2 separate regions of the Gossypium arboreum genome follow, and region 1 is linked to region 2. The links are chromatin contacts, called in public Hi-C maps. All regions are on one chromosome and are shown on one strand. The core of a region is the stretch at or near the end of the contact, and the rest is flanking DNA. Distances in the headings are between cores, read along the strand shown.

Region 1 (5,824 bases), core at 934-3,433, 260 kb before region 2:
AACCTTTTACACTTGTTGGGATGGTATACTTTTATACAAGGGATATCCCTTCCTCTAATTTTTATATTTCCAGAGTTTACATGCTCAAAATATAGAGTTACAACTATGATTTTAGTTCATTTATTACCACAGAGCATCTTATGCTATACAAACGTCTCTCTAGGACTGCTCAAACAGTTTAATTAACTTATCCTCCTAACTTATTTTGTGATAAGTTAAAACCATTTGATGATTAAGTAGTGACAATGAGTTCATCATGTCACGACGAGTTTAAGTTAGAATGTGATGTCGCGACGTGAAACCTACATTGCAATGTTGATATGAAAATTTTAAACTATTTTACATTTTAGTCTCTAATCAACCTTAGACCATTTAGAGAATTGCAATAAGCTTGTATAAAAACTCGAAATGAATTTGAGATGTGTAAGATGGTGTAATGATCATAAGCTTTAAATGAATTGAATTTGATTATTGTTGGTATGACATCTAATGTAACATTTCGATACCGTGATGCAACAATCAAGTCGGGCATGTGAGTGTTACAGACCTTGATCCTAAAAATTTATCTAATAAATTTGACGTTAGAACCATTTGATGCTTGCTATAGAGGTAAAACACCTATTACAAGTTATAGAACTCTGTAGATAGTATGATTCAAATTGTTACTTCATCCTTAATGTCAAACATTTGTGACTTGCACAAGCAAGAGGTGTTTGAGTTCTCTAAAATAAGTTTCTGGTTTTTATTTTCATGATTTATTTCTTTTTGCTTCCTGAAATTTCCATTTAGTAGTGTTATCTAACTATTTAATCTTACAATAAATTACAGGGATGTTTTGGAACTCACGGAGGCTATTAAAAGTAAAGATCGAGAGTCAGAGACATATATTTCTGAAATTGAGGTTTGTCTAAAATTCCTTCTTAGGGAGAAAGAAGTATATATTCAGTTTTGGTTCCTGCCACCTTTCTCTTGTATTCACTGAATTGCTAGAGCTGCCTTTCCTTGGGTACTACTCTCGTCATTTAGTGCCTCTTTGTTGTCTGCATGATGAGAGAATTCTTTTTTTTTTTTCCAGACCATTGGCCAGGCTTATGAAGATATGCAGACACAGAACCAGCATCTGTTGCAGCAGATGACTGAGAGAGATGACTACAATATTAAGGTCCAATGCATATTATATACCTTGATATTTTAACTTTATTCTTGCTTTCTGTATATATTGATAGTTAAGTAGAAAAATTTATCTGGTCTTGGTGCTTGGGAAATTTCTGTAATTGTGATGGCATTAAATGCAGCTTGTCTCTGAGAGTGTAAAGACAAAACAAGCACATAGTTTCTTGCTTTCTGAAAAGCAGGCATTAGCAAGGCAACTTAAGCAGGTCAATTCATCAATCGAGTCCGTGAAAATGAGGATTGGTCAGAGCGAGGAGCAGGTAAATAGTTGTGTGCTGCTAAAACTCGTTCCAGAAAATTGACCTTCTAAATATATTTACGTGTATTTATTTATTTATCAATTTGTAGCTTTTTTGACCAACCTATAATTTAAACCTTGCAGATAAAAGTTTGTCTGACAGATGCTGTTAAATTCACTCAAGAGGATAGACATTTTATGATTAGCCTTGAAACTGCGAAGTGGGAGTTGGCCGATGCTGAGAAGGAGTTCAAGTGGCTTAAATCTGCTGCAGCATCTTCTGAGAAGGACTATGAGCAGCTCCAACGAAAGGTGGATGAGTTCCAAATGAAGTTGGATAAGGAACAGTGAGTTTTCTTTTCTGTTTTTGGTGGATTTCCCAGGCCTATGTTTTTTTCTTGCTCAGCTGTACTGTCTTTCGGTGGAATTAGAAGATAAAAGATCATATATGTATGTTATGCGAATCCAAAAGCATTGCTTTTCTCCTATGTTAGACTCAGTGGTGAATGTTGGATATTAGCACGTCCATCATGGGCAAGTGTTTTTTTTTCATGTATTTGGATGATCTTTGGAGGTTACATGACTATGTCCATGTATAGGATATGAGTGTCAGTCGCAGGCACCTTAACAGAAATGAAGTGTTGGAGCAACATAGCTCTACTCTTTATTGCCTATGACAGTATAATGTGTGCTGGAATTAGCTGCAAAGATAGTGAGGGACAGGCTGTTATCATGGTCAACAGTTGCTACAATAACAATGCTTTAATCTACGCCTATGCTGCATTTATTCTGGAACATTTCAGCTTAGCACTTTAGATTATAATTTTTGCCCCTTAGGACTTTAGACATGTTTCCTTGCCAAGAAAATACCTTTTCTTCGTGTTTAAGTTAAATTAAATTATTTAGCTTTCCTTCAAAAATTAAATCTGTCCTCTGTTGAAATGTGGTTTCTCTACACCCAGAAGTCAGAGGAAGAAGCTTGAGGAAGAGCTTGACGAACTGAATAGCAAGGTTGCTGAGTTGAGTTCTGAAACTGGAGAGACTGCAATACAGAAGCTTCAGGATGAGATTAAAAATTGCAAGAATATTCTCAAATGTGGTGTGTGTTTTGACCGGCCAAAAGAGGTGAGTTATGCTGACCTGTTTTTCTCTCACAATATGTACTCGTATGTTTAAATTTCCTCAACCTCTTATTGGACTGATGGATGTGTTGGCTTGTCATATTTGGCAGGTAGTAATTGTTAAGTGCTATCACCTATTTTGCAATCCATGTATACAGAGAAATTTAGAGATACGGCATCGAAAGTGCCCCGGCTGTGGAACTGCATTTGGTCAGAATGATGTTCGGTTTGTGAAAATATGAAAAAGAGTGTTCCATGGCTTTTGTATTTCAATCTTTGATTTAGGTTAGTCAAGAGTTAGCATCTTGAAACCCCAACTTGATAGTTATAGAAATAATGTTTTTCTTTTTTCTTTTTCATATGTAATTATTTGATGGGCAGGGCATGGCATGTATGCCAATTGTAAATGGAAATCAAACTAGGTAAATCATCACATCATCTTCAGGAATTTGTCCCTTTTGATCAGTGTTTGGAAACCAGACCGGCTGGTCGGTTGCATCGGTTGGACCGTGATCTAGTGGGTCTGGTCACCCTCATCAGACCGGAAATTCTTTGAGCCGTAGTATAACCAGTCAAACCGGGTTAAAAACCTAGTTAAACCGGTATTTGATTACTTGAATTTTTTACTTTTGTTTCAGATTTCTTTTCCATTTTTTAACATGATTAAGCAAAGCTTTTTAACATATCAAATAAAAGAGAAAAAAAGGTGGAAGATGGAAAAAATATAAAATAGAAAAAAGCAATTGCCTCGGTCAAAATTGTATTGTAGAAGGGGCAAAGTAGAGATAAAAGAAGTCAGTTATGTAATGGAAGAGAATTCGAGAGGGAGCTTATGAAAAAAATTGAGGGAACACGAAGTACGGCACAGGGCAGCATGAGACGGAAGAAGCATGTCATTGTGGTATATAGGGTAAGGTTTTCAAATTTGTTTTATGGGTTGGTCCTATAACACGCAATTAGAGGTGTTTATAGTGGATTGAGTCGGGTTTAAATATGATATTAGCATATTTTATGCGATTAAATTACCAAATAAAGTCATTTTCTTTAAAATACAAAAATAGGCTGATTTTTTGGAAAGTTACAGGAATGGGCCGTTTTTGATAAAATGTTCTAGATCCTCTATATCTATATATAAACACTGATTTATCAAGAATATGCAAGAAAAGCACTTTGAATTATTGATTCATCGCCAAAGATGATTTAGAACCAATAGTTCATTACCTAATAGATTTTTTGCGTTCTAATATTCCATCCGAGAGTTATCAGTATTTATTAAATCTATTTCTATCTAATAGAAAGATATGTGGTCATGAAATAGGGATTAAGTGCAAATGAAATAGAAATAGATAAATAATACAAAAAATAATATTATAATATATTATAAATAAAATAATATAAATAAATTAATAAAATATATAAATAAATTCTAATACTAATATATATTTAGAATAGATAAATATATAATAGAATTAATATTCTATCATCTAATATAAATTATATATTATATATTGTTCACTAATAATAGTGGAATTACTGGCGCAGAGTTAAAAAGAAAAGGGAATTGTGACACGCCACCGTTGATGAATCACTTCAATAAATCCGCTTATAACAAGCTCTTATATGATTTCGAGTAAAATCGAAAACTATTAAGCACAAGCAAAATGCGCAGTAACACTTTTGGAAGTATCAAAAGAATGTTACATGTATCAATAAGACTTATTCTTTTTTTTGGTGTCCCTCATTAAGTAAAAGCTAATTATCTATCAAATCTAATATTAATTGGATGGCTGAACACTCAGAGACTTTCATCCGTCTGTATACAAAGTATCTTCCAACCCTTCTACAACCATTCATTAGTTAATTAGACACTCCCGTTATCCAATCTAATTCAAGACTTCTCTAGTAGCCACTTCATTAGTAAGGGGCTCCCATGTCAAGATTTACTGATTCCCTTCCACTACTTTAATTTTTCCCTTTTAGATGCGCGCGGTTCCAAGTTAATGCCCGATAAAAAGGATTTCGATTAAGTTTTCCTTGTGATGGTCCGGGGCGAGGGGGTACTCGTGATATTTCGGCGTGGGACGCATTTTATTTGGCAGTTTTCTAGATGTTAAATTCCATTGGATAGGTTACTTTTTATTGACATTGGCAGGGCAATGTCTCACAGTTTAATGAATCTTCCACTTATTTGATGGGATGGTTAAAAGATTATCTATGGTTAAACTCTTCACAACTTATCAATGGGTATAATCCATTTGGTATGAATAGTTTATTAGTCAAAGCGTGGATGTTCTTATTTGGACATCTTGTTTGGCTACCGGATTTATGTTCTTAATTTCTTGGCGCAGATATTGGCAAGAATTGATTGAAACTTTAGCATGGGCTTATGATCGCACACCTTTAGCTAATTTGATTCGATGGAGAGATAAACCAGTGGCTCTTTCTATTGTACAGACAAGATTGGTTGGATTAGCCCACTTTTCTGTAGGTTATATATTTACTTATGCGGCTTTCTTGATTGCCTCTACATCGGGCAAATTTGGTTAATTCCTTATGTTATGCACTGTATCTGCGATAATATCATCTCTTTCGATGGAGAAGGGGGGAGTTGTTCTTAGGGAAAACTCAGAAAAGCGCTTCCAATTGGAAGCATTTTTTTTCGTGTTTTTTATTAGGGTTTTTTTTTATAAAATTTAGGGGTTTTAGGGTTTATTGATTTAGGTTTTAGGATGTTTAGGCTTTTTAGGATTTAAGGTTTTAAATTGATAAACATTTTAACCTAATAATTGAATTCGATATTCAAAATATTCATACTTACACCAATCGTATATTATTTTTTATTAAAGATCGAAACTCGGAGTACTGAAAAAATATTTTTGACAAGATGGGTTCTGAAAAAATATCCTTGGGAATCTTGGGATATCTAAAACGTTTTTGAAAAAATGCCCTGTATAGTGGGGGATAAAATTTGTAGAGAAAAAACATTCCAAGCAAGACGCACTGTTAACAAAAGCTGGAAGCGTTTTCAGTACTTTTGCTGACAGTGCATTCTGCTTGGAGCGTTTTTTCTGTACAAATTTCAACCCCTACTATCCGGGGCATTTTTTCAGAATTTTATTTTTGTTATCCCTTAGGCTATAAATGAAACATATTTCAGCCTCTAGTGGCAAAAACCGAGGAAATAAAATTTGAAGAAGTTCAAAAGAATAGAAGTTCATAGAGAAGGCATAAGTTGGAGCAATGATCCTATATGTATAAAAAGTAAGCATAAGTATTGATTTTTTGTGTTAAT
Region 2 (5,374 bases), core at 1,499-3,998:
GGGCTGGTTTAAACGCAGGGCAAAAGGGGAGGGATTTAATATGAAATTAACCCCTCACCGCGAAAACACGCGGATCCCAGGGGCTCTCGGGTCGGGTCGTCGGGCATAGTGTCAAACGACGTCGTTTTCTGGCCATTACATTTGGCCCAAACGGCGTCGTTTTTGCTCCTTTAAAAGGCTAAATAAGGATTCATTAAGCCGAACCCTAGCAGGACATTAGCCTCCCCCCTTTTTCTTCTCATTTGACAAACCCTAGATCCCCTTTCCTCCATTGATTCCCATTCCCCGGACAATCACCTGCACATCATGCCTAGAGGACGAGATTTTTAGCCTCTAGGTCTCCCCCTGACTTCGATTTCAACAAAGTAGAGGGTGACCCATGATGCACGTACCAGGTAAGCCCCTTTTCCTCCTTTCTTTCTCTTATTTTCTTTCACATATAAGAACCACAAATAAAAAAAAAAAGGAAACTAAAGAAAATAAAGCATTTAGAGATCTCTTAATCGGAAATCACCTTCTGTTTTTGCTTTCTATTTCTTCTGTATGCTTGAGTAAAAAAGAACCCTTATACAATATAAACTCATCGGCTTTATAGCCGAATGTTCAAAAAAAAGAAATAAAAGAATACAATTTTGTTCTTTTTTGTATTGGCCATTGTTGCTGTTGTCATTTTGTCTATTTCTTTGCAGTCTGGTCTTGTTGGCGTCGGAGAGAGCTGTCTTTGGCGTCGAGGATCTGTTGACGTGGAGGCACGAACGTTGTACGGCGCCTGGAGGCTGCTGGGGGTGTTGCGGCGCAAGCCAAGGCTGCTAGGGTTTCTGTCTTGGCTCTTGCTTTAGACATTAGGCCTATTGGGCCTGTATTTGGGTCTTGGATTTTTTAAAAATAGGTCTAGGTTATGTAATTAGGTTTGGGCTATGTAATTGGACTTTAATCATTTAATGGACTGTTATAATTTTATTTATTTTTATTTTTGGTTTGTTTTTTTGTTTTTATATAGGTCAGGCAAATTTGACCTACTACAATGATTATGATATTAATTGAATTATTTAATTGACTTTTTAAATGTATAAATAAATCTAGAGCATGAATTATGATTGTTGTGAAAAACAAAATTAAGAATTGCAATATTAGATTTTTAAGATGATGTTATTTTATTTTACAAAGCCTAAATTTAATAAAAAACTGACCAATTGAATTCAACCATAATTATCACTTTAGACATTATCAATTTCAAAAGTAAAAAAACCAAATAAAACAATTTAATTCAAACAAACCCGAATTGAATACACCCCTACATATCAACAACAGCACATGAGAGAGCTAAAAGAGCAAACCCAACAACAATACAATTTCATTATCCTTCTTTTAATATTCAACTAGTTTTGGGCTATTCTCTAAAACTAAAAGTTGTAACGGTGGAAAGGTGAGGCTTAACAACAACATTTAAGGCCTAAGCCCAATCTATTTTTTTAAGTTTGTAATGTTTTATATTATATTATTTTTATACATTATATAATTTATAACACATAAAAATTAAATATATAATAATATATAATGTTACTATAATGTAAATATTAAAAATGTTAATATGATTATATATAAAATTTTAATAAATAAAATTATTAAATTATTAAATAATATAAATACATATTATTTATTCTTTAAAAATAATATAGACGAGTCTAAAATGAGTGTGGTTAAATATTTACAAATATGAATTAAAATAAAATTTTAAACTCTTATATCGATCAAAATAAATTTAAACAAATATAAAATATGTTAATATTATACTTCAATCTCCAACTAAGCGGGATCCTACATTGAGATATAAAGTAGATAAATAAGGAAGGAGGAAGTATTGTCTTCAACTTTTGTTTGAAACGAAAAGAAAAAGAAAATAATGGAAGCGCTTGTTTATATTATAATATAAAAATGAAATTTATAATTTGTTATAATTTTAATAATTTTAAGCGCTTGTTTATATTTTTAATATTTTTATAATATTATAAATTTATTTATATTTGTTGACGTGGTTGGTTAGTGCAATCAACTTCAATGTATAAGTTTAATTGATTAAGTTGTCCTCTTTTTATAATTTTGTCATCAATTGGGATCAAATTGAAAATAATTAAAACCACGTCAATGTGGATTACACAGCAATACTGTACAGAAACAAGAAGGCCTTATAAACCACAAAAGAGCCAAACCTTCCTAAAAGAACCTAACACACAACAACACTTTAAAAAATAAATCCATCAATTTGTATTTTGCCTCTTTTACTTAAGAATGGATAAATTAATTCGCATACATTAGATTAAAAGAGTAAATTAATTTTTTATTAAAAATTTCATCTATTTCTATTGTTAAAAATTAGCATGATTAATAGAATAATCATGCATCATGCTAACGATATATTTATCTTTTAATCTTATATATAGAAACTAATTTATTAATTTTTTTATAAAAAATATTACATCTAATTTAACTTTTATTACAATAACTTACGTGATACTTTTGCTCAAAACTATAAAAAAACATGGGGGCCAGCATGCAACTCAATTCATTACCAATTAAGCCAAATCTTTGGACCACCAATATTATGTGAATGTTTTTAGTCAATGAGTGAAATTCGATATATGAGAAAAAAAATTATAATAGCTCTAATTCATAAAAACTTAAGTGGAAGCAGGTGATCCTAAGCTTTAGTATTTTATAAAATGGAAATCCTATGTCAGTTTACTATAGAAAAAAGTAATTTTATCAATGTGGCACACCACCAGCTGTGCAAAGGCAGATTTTTCTGCCTCTTTAGAAATCTTACGCCGGCTTCAACCAGCATATGAGATGGGCTTGCGGAATGTAGCCGCAACACTTGTTACCATGCTACGGTCTTCGTTAATAGATTTAATCTCTATTAGGCTCTATATTAGATGAAAAGGATATACAGAGACCGCAGACTCAAATATCTTCACTAAACTTTCATTTCTTTTCTTCCATCTTCCATCCATGGCGGCTAACCACTTCAACTCCCATCTGGGTTTAGCTCTAGCCTATCTAATCTTCCTCATTTCAATCCCCAAATCTCTATCAGTCCTTGAGCCTCAGCCTGCTCCTCCCTCTGTCTGGGATATCCTTCCTAAATTCGGTCTCCCCAGTGGGCTTCTACCAAGCACTGTCACCGATTATGTCCTCCACGATGATGAGAGGTTCATCGTCATGTTGGACAGCCCTTGCTACATTCAATTCGAGTACTTGGTCTACTACGAAAAGACCATCACTGGAAAACTGGGTTATGGCTCCATTACCGATTTGGAAGGCATCCAGGTGCAGCGGTTCTTCTTGTGGTTCGATGTGAATGAGATCAAGGTCGATTTGCCACCCTCCGACTCCATATATTTCCAAGTTGGATTCATCAACAAAAAGCTCGACGTTGACCAGTTCAAAACCATCCATTCTTGCCGTGATGAGGTTACGGGCTCTTGTAAATATTCTTCGGAATCACTTCTTCAGGTATACTCTAATTTTTTTTAGTTTGTTTTCTGTATCTGGATTCTTATAGTTAGGCATGTTTCAGCCAAACTTCCCCACTCACTCTTAGATTCCTTTCCTTTCTTATGGGAGTTAGTTGAAGGTGTTGCAGAAGTATTGGGAGGATTCCTTACTTTTTTTGCTTTAGTCCAAAGACTATCTTCTTGTTAGTATTAGTTCAATCTCCGACTAAGGCAACCCTATAATTAGTATTTATCTTGTTTCATTTGTCATATTTACAGCAAAGTAAATAAGGAAAAAAAAAACATTTCCCCAAAAATAAGCAGCCCCTCAAAACTCTGTAAGATCAGCTGTAGGGTGATACTATGTTTCAAATTTTTCTAAAGTTTTTCTATCTACCAGGAGGGTTTTTGAAGGTGATATTGATATATCCATGTCATCAAGTGTTGAGTGCAATATTAAGAGACATTGCATTCTCAAAGAGGTGACATATGTTCGGGAGCAGTCACCAACTCCAAATATGGAAAGTAAAACAGACATGAAAGATGAAAAAAAAAAAAAAACCAAATCACGTCGTCCCCTTTAACCCCTTTCTGTCTTTGCTAATGCGATTTTATTTCATTGAACTACTTAAAATGGCATGGCTTATTACATAACAATTTTACAAGCATTTACTCCTTCTGAGTAATCAAATTGTTGGGAACTTTAGTTTTCCCTATCTCTACTTCTTGGAGGAAAGTAAGGGGAACTTGAGGTAGGCAAAGAATAAAAGTATTTCGTTGAGTGAGTTGGTGTCCCGTATGCTTTATAGTCTACAGTATGAGTAAATGATTGGTCACCTGCCTGGTGAGCTGCCAGGCAGTATTAAAATGTGTCGAAGATACGCTAAAAGAAGATGAGTTTTAAAGTATTTTAGTCCTTCAAGTCTTTCATCAAACTATCTTATTAGGATTAAAATTTAATTGTATACTGGAGGCTCCTTAGATGGAGGACCCATCATCCAAGTCCAACTAAATGTGGCTATCTAATTTAAGATTCAAAATTCTTTTTCTATGTAGCTTCATGAAGATACAAGGAAAATTTTACCTGAATTCAAGTTACCAGTTCTTTCTGGAGTTGTATCATAATGGGACATTAAAGTCAAAATCCTCATCCTTTTATTTCTTTTCCTTGTATCTATGGAATATGATTCATTGTTCACATCTACAAAAAGCTATTTGGTTGCCAATTTTATGTCTTGAAACTTCTTTTGCTCCTGGATGTTTTATCTATGTCGTCAGTAGATATACGAGATGATTATGCCCCATGAATCATGGACAAATTAAGAATGTTGACATGAAAAAAGTGTATATTTTAGCATATATTCTTAATGTGGTATTAGTCATGCATGAACAAGATAAGAATGGAGATGAAAGAAGTGTTAAAATGGCAGTCAATTTCTTCAAATATTTATCTACATATACTTGATGCTTGGTAACCCACCAATAAAGGTCATCATGCTATGCGCAATCTGCATGCATTAATCTAGATTCAAATGCTTCTCTATTGTGTAATTTGATAACTTTGATTTCCTCCTTTTTGCTTGAAACACCATTCACTAGTCCACACTTTAATGAAGGTGTTTAATTTGGAACTCAAGACATCAAGCATTTCATCATAATCTTAATTACTTATTTGTGTTCACAGGGCAGCTCAGGCCATGATTATGGGCATTTAAGGGAAAACATTAGTTGTAAACTATACTCAGTTTAATGCTGATAAATCAATTAATACCTTTTCTTTCTTTTCTTTTTCTTTTTTTTCCCTTTATGCTCCTAAGAGTTCCTTTCGGACTCTGTTTTTTGTTATTTGTATGCTCCAGAGGCTTGAGATTTGAGTTTCC

Evidence for each region. Hi-C and Micro-C count contacts between places; a contact is called where the count stands out from the background.
Region 1: a Hi-C map of leaf shows a contact between it and region 2, with 4 times the contacts expected there. The contact joins the enhancer-like site here to the promoter of LOC108481921 in region 2. A contact is called at or near these places in 2 of 5 Hi-C or Micro-C datasets (both in leaf).

The regions. Positions count from the first base shown.
Region 1 is chr8:120,713,565-120,719,388 of ASM2569848v2, reverse strand. It overlaps LOC108486323 (E3 ubiquitin-protein ligase BRE1-like 2), which reads left to right. Exons shown (of 20, transcript XM_053031758.1): 15 at 829-901; 16 at 1,076-1,162; 17 at 1,296-1,433; 18 at 1,556-1,758; 19 at 2,374-2,536; 20 at 2,643-2,980. The coding sequence ends at 2,774. It also overlaps the pseudogene LOC128296646. Among protein-coding and RNA genes, the nearest start is that of LOC108486323, 11 kb to the left of the region's middle. Within about 2 kb of position 2,183, at least 1 of the 2 cell types and tissues checked has an H3K27ac peak or open chromatin away from gene starts, as enhancers often do. A contact at or near this core is called in leaf, where this site is marked.
Region 2 is chr8:120,457,814-120,463,187 of ASM2569848v2, reverse strand. LOC108481921 reads left to right here and starts at 2,748. Exons shown (of 2, transcript XM_017785006.2): 1 at 2,748-3,513. The coding sequence starts at 3,010.